2 separate regions of the Rattus norvegicus genome follow, and region 1 is linked to region 2. A link is a contact called in public Hi-C data. All regions are on one chromosome and are shown on one strand. Each heading gives the region's core, a stretch centred on a gene start, on an enhancer-like site or on the middle of the called end of the contact. The rest is flanking DNA. Distances are from core to core; before and after follow the strand shown.

What was found. Hi-C and Micro-C count contacts between places; a contact is called where the count stands out from the background.
Region 1: a contact with region 2 is called in a Hi-C map of prefrontal cortex, with 4 times the contacts expected there. The contact joins the enhancer-like site here to the promoter of Gpm6a in region 2. A contact is called at or near these places in 2 of 12 Hi-C or Micro-C datasets (frontal cortex and prefrontal cortex).

The regions. Positions count from the first base shown.
Region 1 is chr16:43,574,589-43,578,375 of GRCr8, forward strand. It overlaps a transcript of Gpm6a not described here. Among named protein-coding and RNA genes, the nearest start is that of Gpm6a, 89 kb to the left of the region's middle. Within about 2 kb of position 1,368, at least 18 of the 93 cell types and tissues checked have an H3K27ac peak or open chromatin away from gene starts, as enhancers often do. A contact at or near this core is called in prefrontal cortex, where this site is marked.
Region 2 is chr16:43,486,272-43,490,299 of GRCr8, forward strand. It overlaps Gpm6a (glycoprotein m6a), which reads right to left and starts at 1,541. Exons shown (of 7, transcript NM_178105.3): 1 at 934-1,541. The coding sequence starts at 970.

The sequences.
Region 1 (3,787 bases), core at 118-2,617, 88 kb after region 2:
AAAAGTTGTGAACACTCTCTCCAGCATCCTGTGTTCTTGCTGGCCCTTTCAAATAACCACAGTCGAATTCCCACTGTTTTGTTTCTACTGCTATCTTAATTTTGTCCTTCTGAGGCTCTTTCTCCATCCTATGAGCTTCTGAAAAGCCTATAAGCTGGCCATAATGGCACATAACTGGTCTCCCAGCACTTGGGAGATAGCAAAAATAAGACCAACAGTTCTAGGTCATCCTTAAGTACACAGGGAGTTTGAGACCAGTCTAGGGTATAAGAGACATTGTATCAAATAAATAATGCAAAATAATCAAGCAAAGAAACAACAACAAGGGAAGCTTGCAAATTTGTTTGCTTAATTTAGCTTTAAGTATTTGTATTCATTTCAAAATATTCTCCATCTATCCACATGCGTTCTAGTGTGATAGACACGTGACTTGTGGAGTAATGAATAAAAAGTGATCTAAGTGATCATAATGTAGCTACCTGAGTCAACTGGGGGTAACAAAGAATCACCAGCAATACTGAGAACCCAGTTACAGCTAAATGATATAAACATCATACATTTATGATGTTCAAATGTGATTAATCATCTATGCAGTGATCATGAACAACAGAACTTTTAAAATAAGTTGGATAATGGTTTCCCAATTTTATCAAGATATTATAAATAAATCATATAATGATTTATTTGTCAAATATGTCATATAACATATCCCTTGAAGACATTGTTGCATATACCAGTTGAAAACATGGTGAATTTGACTTAAAAATATTTGTAGCCCAATTTTTCTAGACAAAACAATCTGAGAAATAAAAACATCACAAATCATCCCAAGATCTTCTAGGTACTGCTAAAAACAGATGTCTCACTGAGCACACACTTTAATCCCACCACTCAGGAGGCAGAGGCAGGTGCATCTTTGAATTCCAGGAAGTTTCAGATCAGCAGCCAGGAAAACACAACAAAACCCTGTCTCAAAAAGAAAAAAGAGCCTCAAATGCCAAAATTTTTTATGTGATTTTTTTTCAAGGGCAGCTGTTTAAAGGGTCAACTGTCTTTGACAGCAATAAATGACTCTCGATTTTAGCCTAGACTTTGATAGAACTCTTATTAATGATGACAGATGGGATACAGAATCTGAATACAAGTCAGATAAAGTAGCTACATGTAGATGCAAGCGATGGCTTTATTTTTAGTCAGCCATTTAACTGGGTAACTCAGATAACCGTTTTCTTTTTCCTTTTCTTTCTTTTTTCCCTTTTACCCACAACTTGAGAAGATTAGACAAATTTTCAACAAGCTCAAGCCTTCTAGAATTCATACTGTGATTTCTCTATGTAGTTTGACTCCCATATGGTGTTTAGATCTGAAAATAGTATGAATGTGGGAAGAATACTAGGAGGAGTGTGGTGACGGTCCATGGGTATCAGAAGAAGAATCTCATGCAGTCATTTATATTAGAATTCAAGAATACAGACATGAATTCAAGAATACAGACATCTTTAACACAATGGACTATAGGAATAGCCACACCATTCATGTACTGGACAGCATCATGCTTAAATGATTGGATTTAAAGTAATAAATTTAAAGGCAAATTTTTGAGGTTGCTTTTAACTAACATCTACTGTACATTTTGTTCTCATTCTCTGGAAAGAAAATATGTCACTATCTATTTTGAGTTTTTGCTTCTGTTTGTAGAGAAGATACACTTCTCTCTGGAAATTGTCTTTGGAGTGCCATGGTAACCACATCCTTTCAATCAAGTCTGTCCTGTGGGCTGCTCAATTTAAGACATTTGAAAATGCCACTGAAGAAGATAACACCAAACAGACACGAAAGGGTATGCCTAAACATAAAAGTGAGAGATTTTCTTAGTGTGCACTTAAATGAAATGCCAAGAATAGGGGAGGGAGACCAGGAATCACCAATCCAGAAACTCTGAAGAACTCTACGTCCCCAACCCTTCTGCCTAATCTCACATTATGTCAGCCTGTTGTTTGTACTATTCCTGCATTTTAGCATTGGAGTTGACAACCAAGATTAAGAAGGACAAATATGAAATGGTAAGATTCTAGCTGAAAGGTAAGCATGGTTACTACAGACATTGTCCTTACAGGGCTCTGTGTGAAGAGGAGGTTCCCAAGGTCCATATGAGCACGTGTCTCCCATGACAGAAACCAGACTTCCAAAATCAGGAGAATTATGCCTTGATGATTCTGTGTCATCACAGAGACTGAGAGCCATCGACAGTCTAATAATAGGACGTGGCATTTTCCTATGAAAAGTGCAATTGAAAAACTTAGTTGTAGGGCACAGAATATAGTACAAGTCTCCACAGACTGGTAAAGGGGCTGGGGCATGTATCTGCAACCACTGTGTGATGATCAAATTACTGGGTCTGGAAAGGCGGCTCAGCTTTTACGATCATTTGCTCTTGTAGAGGAACCCGGTTTCATTTCCAGCACTTACATCATGGGGGGCGCTCATAATCCTCCATAACTCCAGTTACAGGGATCATATCCCCTCTGCTATCCCCTGCAGGCACAAGTCACACATACATTGAACACACTCATATGCATAATATAAATTTGTCTAAATTATTTTTTTAAATCTACTTCTAAATGTACAAGGTCAGAAATCAAATGCAATGTTATGTACTTGAATTCCATGAGACAGCTGAGCATCCACCATAATATTGGGGTAAATGGCATTCTTCTCTTATTAAATATTATAATATAAATGATATATACAGATACTTTAAATAAAAATAAATATTTTAATTATTTGCTTGTAAATAAATTTTAAGTTATTACTGAATGTAATATATTAAGTTTTTAATTTTAAAAAATATATTTATGTGTTTAATTGTTTTTCCTGCATATATTTGTGTATACTATATGTATGCCTGGTGTATGCAGAGATTAGAAGGAACCTTAACAAACTTCACCAAGCAGCCAACAAGATGTGGTTTCTAAAGAGCATTTCTGAAATGTCTGAATACTTCTAAAATTGTATAATGATCAAAGATATGTTTAAAACCTTTAAAATGGAAACCATTGAATGTAATGGGTAAAACAACAGTTTACGAGGCTAGAGAAGAAGGCAGATGACTGCGGCTAGAGTCCTTATACTCCTAAGGTTCCTGCTTTCTTGATGCCAGTGGGAAACTGTCAGGTTGAAACAGGTATTCCTCTAATTTGCTGCATTACTCACATTTAATGAATTACTCACATCTAAACTACTGCTGTCTTTTACCACTGTAGAAGTATAATAGAAATAAAAGCAGAAATATAATCTGAGCCATATAAGTGCATTATCTAATTTCTATTTTTAAATTAACAACAGCAAAAGAGAAATATATACCTATATATTCTTTAAAATACAGTAAATAAAGCGAAACTGTTCCAAAAGTAATCAATTACTAAAAATCTTTAGACCTTTTTCTGTGCTGTCTCAACAATCTGGTGCATGTCAATTCATAAACTAAATTGTCATTGGAAACACATCACTGTATGTATTTCACTTCAATTTATAGTGTAATATGAAAAGCAGATTCAGATTCTAAAGTTATTTATACACGAATCTGAATGAAATCTTCATTGAATTAAATATCAAAAATTACCTTATTTTACAACCCATAGTCACAGTGATTGGCTCATTTACTTTGAAAATGAATTAGGATCTTAAACTAAAGCTTGCCATTTTAAGATGTATTATAAAGTGCACATCTAACTAAAGTTTTGGGCAAGGACCAAACCCTATCACTACTAATAATAATCTGTTTTGC
Region 2 (4,028 bases), core at 291-2,790:
ACATTTAAAACCATCCTTGAAAATGTATTTCTCTAGCAATTCTTGTAAACTATTTTCTTTATGTGTATTATGTAGTATGACTCTTTTAATCTTAAGAAAACAAGAGTGTTTTCTCTAGTATTACATAAGCCTGTGCACAGACATGAGAGCAAACACTGCCTCTACTGGGGTGAAACACATTTCCTCTGAAGCCTCACTTGATGTATTTAAAAAAAAAATTCTAAAGCTGTTTGAATCATTTGAAATTGGCAACATTTTCCATTGTTAATTTAAAAAAATTATCACATATAGCCAGATAATAACTATAAAGCTTTAAAAATGAATCTGAAATTTAACAAAGATTAAATATTTATAATCAACTGTAAGTTGAAAGAAAGAAAAAACTAATGTCATTAAATAAACCTCAAAATCTGTGAATTTTTGCTCCTTATTAATTAAAACAACACTGCACCCATGAAAATAAATAAATTAAATGAGTACAAACCAAATGATACTAAATGCTGTTGTTCTTTGTTCTATCAGATGGCTGTGCAAAGGTATTGATAATGATTACATCATCAAATTTTTAACTGCAACTTGTGCACCAATTGTGTTTGTGTCTGAAATCTGGAATCTCAGAGCTCAGCTTGACAACCATGAAAACGTGAAATAAATGAAGTTTAACAAAGACTGGACTAAAGACTACTTCACCCCACTGCACTGTCCTTATCATCAATATCTGAATATGCGTTTAGATACTTATATCTAGAAGATGCTCAAACGATAAGGATCGCAACTGGCAATACAGCAAATGAGGAGCAGAGGAAAAAGGAAGGGGGAAATGCCTTTCAAGAGAAAAAGATTCATTAGTCTCTCTGGCAAGTGTTTAAAACAAACAACGAAAGCACAAAATGATCACTTCATTACAAATAAACCCTTTTTAAAGCACAGTACCTTTTTGTGTCTGTCCTTCTTCCATATTCTCTTCCATGGCTACCTTTCTTCAGGAGAATCTGGTGCACGGAATTAGTCAAAAGCTCAATTAGATGTTAAAAAAAGCGAGTGCTTTTTTTCCCTGGGCAGCTCCAGCAGCAGTGGCTTGGGCAAGTCCTTGGAGCTTAGCTGAAGCTCCCTCGCGCCTCTTGTTTGCTTAGAGGCTGGCTGTCAAGTGTAATTTCATTCAAATTACTCTTCCGTGAAGATTATCAATTTTTCTTCTCAAAGCTGCCTATTGTGTGCCACAGTAAGCAGGTACTCAAACAAACAGCCGGATAATTTTGGGAGGGGGAGTGGAAAGGGGTCTGGATGCTAGGAGCAGAGGCACTGTGATTCACAAGCCTCGCTTTGCATTTAAAATGGGGGAAAGAAATTGAGGTTTGTGTTGAAATCTCGGCTTTAAACTGGAAGCAGGCTGAACTGTGAACAGATGGAGGGGTGTCCTCCTAGCATGAAGCGGACCACCAACCCATAATTCCCCCCATTGCTACCACAGTGGGAAAGCCCAGATTCTCATCCTGTCTTTCTGCTGCAGTAGTTTCTGCTCACCCAGTCAGATTCATTACAAAAATGCCCTTTCCTTTTACCTCCTCACGAAGTGTCTAGTTAATTTGATTTAAAGGTGCCAAGAAGGGATGCAATTAGACTATCTCGAGGCTGGTCTGTTAAAGGTTATTATTAAGATAGGACCCTCACATTCACATCTTTCCAAATCAAGGAGAAATAAAAACATGGCTATCAAAGAAATAAGTATAAATCTTTTGTTTTAATAAGTATTTAATTTTTTTTAGTGACATAGGACTTTTACAGGTAAAGAGGAGAAAAAAAAAAAGGATCTATCGGCGTAGCTGATTCCAAATGGGAATTTTGTGAAGAGAAAAATGTTAAGGGTGATTATTGGAGAATGGGGGCGACAAAAAGAACGAAAGGATTCTGGATAAGGAACAACAGGATACAATGGGAATCCGCACTCTGATTTGGAATGCAAATCACAATGTTGCAGTCTGGCAATAAATTAGCAATCGTGCTCAACCTATTGAGTGACAGAACACAACTAGAGTCTCAATACTTCACAAAAGGTACAGGAAGAAAATAAACACTGTCTGTCAAAGCTGTGTCAAGCTTTAGTAGAGTATAAAGGAAGACTGTCTTGCCTGTGTTTCTCTCAAAATAAACAAGCATACAGAAATACACAGGGAAGAATAAGCTCTTGCCTTTAATGTAAAAATGTATATCCTCATTATCCAGATAATACATTTGTGTTATAGGAAAAATTTCGCATAGGTTTTAAGGTATGTCGGCAGCATATTGCACACTGCTCTCCCAATTTTAAGAGCAGTTATTTCAAGGAAAAGATGATCTGAGGACACTCCAGTTTATTTACCTAAATGAAGGTCTATTATCTCTCCGATAATCAATAGTTCTATTCTTTTTGTCAAATGCGTTTAACTCAAGGATAAATGCAATTGATAAAAACTTTAGCCACCTCACCTCTCTGAATAAACAAATCGATTTTTATTCAAGGATTTTGAGACAGTTGCTTGTTCCAAGCAGATTGAGAGAGAACTCACAGGGAACCCAAAGAAGCCAAATCATAGCAGTCCCTCTGTTTCAGCCCATCTCTCGGCTGACATATCCTGGCATACAGTCAGAAGAAAATGGAGCTTCCATCCTTGTTTATCTACTTCATTCATTTTACAACACAGAAATAATCAGTGTCACCAGTTATTAACAGCAGCACCCAAACAAATAATAACACTATCATATTTTATAGTATTTATAAACTTTAAAAGGTTCAAGTACATTACTTAAGGAAAACAGGGAAATATTCTTGACCCCATGTATGTTGGAAGACCCATCTAGTATATAAAGAAGAAACTTTTAGAGCCCACATCATCAGCTATCTTTGTCTAGTACTCTAATTTTTAAAACTGTTCTACATTTCTACTCTAGTCCATCACAGGTGCCTTCAGTGTTCTTTAAAAATTCACCCTCAGTTCATGCCTATTTTATTTTACCATCCACAGATCATGTTAAAAATATTGGCTGGGCAAGATCAGTAGAAAGATGTGACTACGATTTCTTTTTTATTCTGGAAACTTCAAGGGAAAATATATTTGTATATTCACCAACTTATTGTCAACATGGTTTTCTCTATAAAGCAAAAGCGACTCTTCCTTTTTTTTAATATATAGAGCATCATCCTCTCATGTTGAAGATAATAGAGTTCTTCCAAACTGATGAGAATAAATGCGTATACATAGAGTATTCTTATACCAACAACCTGTAAACAAGTGAAGATTTATTTGTTGATATATACACAAAGCTAAGTCATTTTGAAGTCTACACTCTTGTGGGTTTTCAGTATAGTCACATTTATATAGTATTCTTTCTACTACTCTTCTCTGGAACTCTTTAAATCTCCCCACAGTGAAGTTTAGTACCCATTAAACACAAATTGTCCGTCTTCCTTTTTCCATTTGACAGCTGGGGTTGATGTTACTGGTTGACATTTTTAGGATATTTGCAAAATTCTTTGTCATTTGAATAAAAATACTTAAACATCTAGTCATATGAAAAGTAGTTCAGGAGATAGATGTTCATGAGATAAACTCATAGAAGACTGATTTTTATGAACTCTAAATTTAAAACATTAACCTTAATAACTGCCAATGATCTTTCCTCTGTATTCCCATTATGGTAGTTTGAATGAGAATGGTGTCCATAGGATCCTATATTTGAAATCTTGGTCCCAAATTAGTGGGACTCTTTAAGAAGGATTAGAGGAGTGGCCTTGTTGGTGAAAGTATGTTATTGAGAGCAGGTTTTGAGGGTTCAAAAGCTCATACTATCCCCTGTGAGCTCTCCTTGACTCATACCTGTGTATCAAGATGTAAGCTCTCAGTTCCCACTCCAGACAATGCTTGCCTGTATGCTGCCACAGTCCCCACCTTGATTGTTGTGGATTCTTAACATTCTGGTACCAAATGCTCAAAATTAAATGTTTTCTTTTATAAGTTGTTTTAGTAAGGTGTTTTCACAAAGCAATAGAA